2 separate regions of the Pan troglodytes genome follow, and region 2 is linked to region 1. Evidence: chromatin contacts called from public HiChIP or PLAC-seq data. All regions are on one chromosome and are shown on one strand. Each heading gives the region's core, a stretch centred on a gene start, on an enhancer-like site or on the middle of the called end of the contact. The rest is flanking DNA. Distances are from core to core; before and after follow the strand shown.

Region 1 (2,700 bases), core at 29-2,528:
CGGGAGGGGGCTTATTATCTGGGGCGCAGTGAGCCCTGTTGGGGGGGACAACAGGGTCCCCAGAACCCAGTCAATCGCCCTTCTCTTCTTCCGTTTCCTCCCGGGATCTGGGCCTGGGGTGGGATTAGAAGAGAGGAACTTGAAGGCTGCCAGGGGTGGGGGGTGGGGGGTGGGAATGGAGTCGGGGTTGGAATGATGGAGGCTGCTCTGGGATCTTGGAGGCCTCTGGGAGGGGACGGGGAGAATGCTGGAAGGAGGGAGATCCAGACCTGCAGACCCCGAAACTGCACCCCTAGAGTGAGGAGGGAGACCGCCTGTCCTCCAGCCCAGCCACCCAGAGCCGGGTGGGGACCAGGAGGTCCCAGGGTCCAGGGAAGGGTCTGTGGGGAAGGAGGGAAGGGGCCTGGGCAAGGAAGTGGCAGAGGCCACAGTGGCGGGGTCCCCATCACCAGGGCGCTGGGAAGGGGTCTGCAGGGGCGTTCCAGGAGCGTCCCTGGGGCTCTCAACCCCGCGTCTAGGTCCCTGCCCCTGGGTCTCTTCCTCTGGGTTCTGGTTTCCTTGCTCCGGGGACACCCGGGTCTTCCCCATCCCTGATCCCTGGGGCCCGTCCAGCGTCCCGGGATCCCCCTTCCCTGCGTAGTCCCGGCACCCCCATCCTGACTCCGGACGTCCCCGGGGCTCCCGCCCCCGCCCCCGCCCCGGGTCCCCCTCGTCCTGACTCCGGGCGTCCCGCGTACCGGGGCTCCGAGGGGCGCGCGCGCCTCCCGCCGCAGCAGGCTGAGCACGGGGGTCTCGGTGGCGGCCGCCAGGAAGTGCAGCTGCAGCAGCTCGGGCCGAGCCTCGGGAAAGGCGAGCAGGGCCGCCACGCCCGGAGGCACCAGCGCCTGGCACAGGCCGCGGGTCAGCGACGCGGGGTCGCGGGCGGGGGGCGCGGCGACCACCAGCTCCAAGCTCAGGTTGTGCGGCAGCCGCGGCGCCAGGGCGGCCCGGGCCAGGGCGGCGCGGGCGCGGGCGCGGGCGAGAGGCGCGCGGGGCAGGAGGGCGCCCAGGCGCACGGAGCCCCCGAGGCGCGCCAGGACGCCGCACGGCTGAGGGTGGCCCCCCGCGGACCCCGACCCCAGCGCCAGCGCCAGGCCCAGCCACAGCGCCCGCACAAACTCCATCGCAAAGTTGTCGGCGCCGCTCGCCGCGGGGCGCAACCACCGGGACCACGGCGCGGGTGGAGGGCCCCGGCCAGGTTCCGACGCGCCCTCCGCGCTCCGCCCGGGCCGCCTCCGGGTTCCCAGCAACCGCGCGGGGGGAGTGGGACGTGCCCTGCCCAGGGCGGGATCGGGGGGAAAACAGTGCCTCCCAGTGGTTGTTTGAGGGCGGCGGCGGTGACACCTGGCGGGGGCCGGGGACGCCTAACCACTGCCCATCCCTGCTCTGATTCAGGCCACAGATGGAATGGAGGTGCCAGGAAAAGACTCTGCGCTTTAAAATTGGCCCCGACTTGCCGGGCGCGGTGGCTCACACCTGTCATCCCAGCACTTTGGGAGGCCGAGGCGGGCGGATCACGAAGTCAGGAGTTCGAGACCAGCCTGGCCAACATGGTGAAAACCCGTCTCTACTACAAATACAAAAATTAGCCGGGCGTGGTGGTGGGCGCCTGTAATCCCAGCTACTTGGGAGGCTGAGGCAGGAGAATCGCTTGAACCTGGAAGGCGGAGGTTGCAGTGAGCCGAGATCGTGCCACTGCACTCCAGCCTGGGCGACAGAGCGATGCTCCGTCTCAAAAAAATAAAATAAGAAAACATTGGCCCGGACGCCCACCCGGTTCCTCTCCAGGATCCCTGACCCCTTCCACCAATGTCGACCATTGCTCAGGCAGGGAAGTTGAGGCAGAGGAAGGGTCTTGCTTGTCTCGCACATCCAGGGAGCGGTCAGTTTCTAACCAGGCCAGCCCAGGGGTGTGTTCCAACATCCAGTGCACCCTGGGGAAACTGAGACAGGCATGTCTGATGGAAACCTATAGAGTAGATCTGCCCTCCAGCAGTGGGCAGGCAACTTGGGCCACAGAACTCCTCTTCACCCTTCAAAACCCAGTCCCAAATGCCCTGCCCTGAAAAACGTTCCCTGCTTGCCACTGAGAAAATGCAGGAAGCACCACTCCCTGCCCCATTTAAGTCCTGCTGCTACCCACCCCCAACCCCCACACATTTCCATAACGGCCTACCATCTTTTTGTTCATTTCCTTCTTATTTAGTGACCATCTCTTCAACTCAGCTCTGGGAGGGTCGGGGTGGGTCTGGTTTGGCTGCTGGCACACAGTAGGCACTCTATAATTGCTTGTGGCTTGAGCAACAGCCCAGACAAGGATGCTTGCTCACATGCCCCTCCTCCAGTGCTCTAGAGCCTTCCATAGCTCCCCGCTGTCTACCAGTCCCCAAGCCTGCCTATGTCCTCTGGGCCTCGGGGGGTGCCTTTTGGGCCCTGGCATCCCACAGGCGCCTGATAGACGGGGGCGGCCGCATCCGTCTATCCATGCAGCAGAGGACATTATCCCTGCCCAGGCATTCCTCATCCTGTCCTCCCGACGGTGTCTCCCCAGATCCCGCGGGGCAGCAGAACAGCCGCTGTGTTGGGAACATTCAGCTCTAATGAATGGATCTACACTCCGGCGATTTTCACACACACACACACACACACACCCCCCAAACC
Region 2 (2,700 bases), core at 54-2,553, 250 kb before region 1:
TGACTAGCTGGGACTACAGGCACCCGCCACCATGCCTGGCTAATTTTTTGTATTTTTAGTAGAGACGGGGTTTCACCGTGTTAGCCAAGATGGTCTCGATCTCCTGACCTCGTGATCCCCCCGCCTCGGCCTCCCAAAGTGCTGGGATTACAGGCGGGAGCCACCGCGCCCGGCCAGTTTTCTGTATTTTTAGAAGAGACGGGGTTACATCATGTTGGCCAGGCTGGTCTCCGAACTCCTGACCTCAGGTGATCCACCTGCCTCGGCCTCCCAAAGTGCTGGGATTACAGGCGTGAGCCACCGTGCCCGGCCTAGAACTATTTTTTCTCGCAGCCTCAACTGAGACGGAGACTGACCTGGGATGTGGAGCCCCAGCCTGGCCTGGCCCTGCAGCCCTCCACCGGACTCACCAAAGTATTTGGAGGTGGTGCCGTCCTCTGCATGCACCACGACCAGCCCCGGCCGCAGGACCTGCAGCGTGGGCACGTGGGCCGCCAGGATGCCGAAGGCTCCGGTCAGCGTGGGCACGTCCACCTGCCGGACGTTGGCACCGTTGAAGAACACCTGCAGACAACAGCGTGGGGAATGATGGCGGGGCAGGCCGGCCCCGCGCCCACCGGGGACTCGGCCTGTCCTGCTAAGACATGGGTCAGGGCAGGACCTGGCGCTGATGTGAGGCACTGAGACAACCCAGCGCAGGGATCCGAAGTTGCAGCTTTGGTCCTCAACAGTTGCGCCTCATTCTACTGATCCGCGAAATGGGAATGCAACGATCCGGCGACACCCAGGCTTTGGCCAGGGAGATCGGGGAGGGCACCCAGGAGACGCTTATCTCGGGGAGGTGCCCGGGACGAGGGCAGCGCAGGGGTCGGGCAGCAGAGGCAGGGCCGAGGGTCCAGGGCTGAGTAGCCTCGGCTTCCGGGGCGCGCGGGTCCGGGGGCCCGGAAGCGGGGGTCGCGCCCTGGGGGTGGGGACCCTGGACTCCGGGGGCGGCGGCCACGGAGGGTCCCGACCCGCAGCGCCCGAACCTGCGTGGGAGAGGCGAAGGTGAAGGACATCTGGTTGGGGCCAGAGGCGGCAGCCGGGGCGGCGGCGGCCTCGGCATAGGCACGGGCGTGGCGGACGAGGCGGCCAAGTCCCGGGCGGCGGAGCAGCGCGGCGGGCAGCATGGCAGCGGCGAGCGGCAGGAAGCGAGTAGCTGGCGGACAGCGGACTCCGGCGCGGCGCGGGCGGCCTGGAGGGCGAGGAGGACGACGCGCAGGGACGTCTGGGAGGAGGGGTCCCGGCGAGAGCGCAAGCGCGAACTACGACTCCCGGCAGGGCGCACGCCACGTTGACGACGCAGCGCCCCGTCGTGAGGTATTCTGGGGGTTGCAGTTTTGTTCCGGCCCGGGCTGCGGCAGAACCAGGGGGTGGTCAGATAAGGGCGGTGAAACGGTCCTGGGAGGTGGAGTAAAACGAACTTCAGTGAAATTCAAGATTCGGCTGCGTGGTGGCTCACGACTGTAATACCAGCGCTTTAGGAAGCTGAGGCCAGAGGATCACTTGAGGCCAGGAGCTGGAAACCAGCCTGGGCAACAGTGTAGATCGCCCCCACCCTCGACCCGTCTGTACAAAAAAAAAAAAAAAAAAAGATTTTTGGGGCGCTCATTGGATGCAGGGCCCTGGATAGACATCAAGAAAACATCAAGTTTCCTGCTCTGGGCCAGGTGTGGTGGCTCCAACCTGTAATCCCAGCACCTTGAGAGGCCAAGGCAGGAGAATCACTTGACCCCAGGAGATGGAGACCAGCCTGGGCAACAGAGGGAGACCCCGTCTCTACAAATAATCAAAATTAGCCGGGCGTGGTGATGCACGCCTGTGGTCCCAGCTACTGGGGAGGCTGAGGCGGGAGCATCGCTTGGGCCTAAGGAGGTTGAGGCTGCAGTGAGCTATGATTGCACCACTGCACCCTAGCCTGGGCAACAGAGTGAGAATCCCACTCTGGGGCCGGGGGTTGTTTAGCAGACATTTGAGATCATTAATAAGCAGGTCAGGCCGGGCGCGGTGGCTCACGCCTGTAATTCCAGCACTTTATCCTATCTGCAGGGCGAGGCAGGCGGATCACCTGAGGTCAGGAGTTTGAAACCAGCCTGGTCAACATGGCGAAACCTTGTCTCTACTAAATATACAAAAATTAGCCGAGCATGGTGGTGGGCGCCTGTAATCCCAGCTACTCGGGAGGCTGAGGCAGGAGAATAGCTCGAACCCGGGGGGGGGCGGGGGGGGGGGCGGAGGTTGCAGTGAGCCGAGATCGCGCCACTGCACTCCAGCCTGGGCGACTGAGCAAGACTCTGTCTCAAACAAAAAAATAAATAAAATTTAAAAATAAACACGTCGTAGTGGTAGGTGGTGGCAAAAGCCAAAAATAAATAACAGTAAAAGCCGAGAAAGTGTGCAGGACGGGACAGGGTGGAAGGCTGCAGGTGCAGCTGTTCTAGGAGACGGCGACCACGGCGAGGGGCACAGCGCGGGCGCGCGGGAGGGCTCGCTGGGGATCCCGGACCCCGGCGCGCTGCTCCTCGACGCCGGCAGAGAGCGCTCCGCGCCCGGAGATGCGCTCGCCGCCCCCCACCTCCTGCCTGGCCGTCGCCCCCGTGCGCCTCTGACGCAGGAGCGCGTGCGCGGGCGGCTGGGGGCTCCGTTGCCGTCAGCCAGCGG

The links. HiChIP or PLAC-seq counts read pairs in DNA pulled down with a chosen protein or histone mark.
Region 2: a contact with region 1 is called in an H3K4me3 HiChIP or PLAC-seq map of stem cell-derived excitatory neurons, with 5 times the contacts expected there. The contact joins the promoter of ATP5F1D here to the promoter of GRIN3B in region 1. A contact is called at or near these places in 2 of 7 Hi-C or Micro-C datasets (blood and induced pluripotent stem cells) and 1 of 1 datasets of contacts at active chromatin or transcription factors (stem cell-derived excitatory neurons).

The regions. Positions count from the first base shown.
Region 1 is chr20:3,284,214-3,286,913 of NHGRI_mPanTro3-v2.0_pri, reverse strand. GRIN3B (glutamate ionotropic receptor NMDA type subunit 3B) reads right to left here and starts at 1,278. Exons shown (of 9, transcript XM_024351755.3): 1 at 738-1,278. The coding sequence starts at 1,163.
Region 2 is chr20:3,535,105-3,537,804 of NHGRI_mPanTro3-v2.0_pri, reverse strand. ATP5F1D (ATP synthase F1 subunit delta) reads right to left here and starts at 1,303. Exons shown (of 5, transcript XM_009434265.4): 1 at 1,029-1,303; 2 at 411-564. The coding sequence starts at 1,169.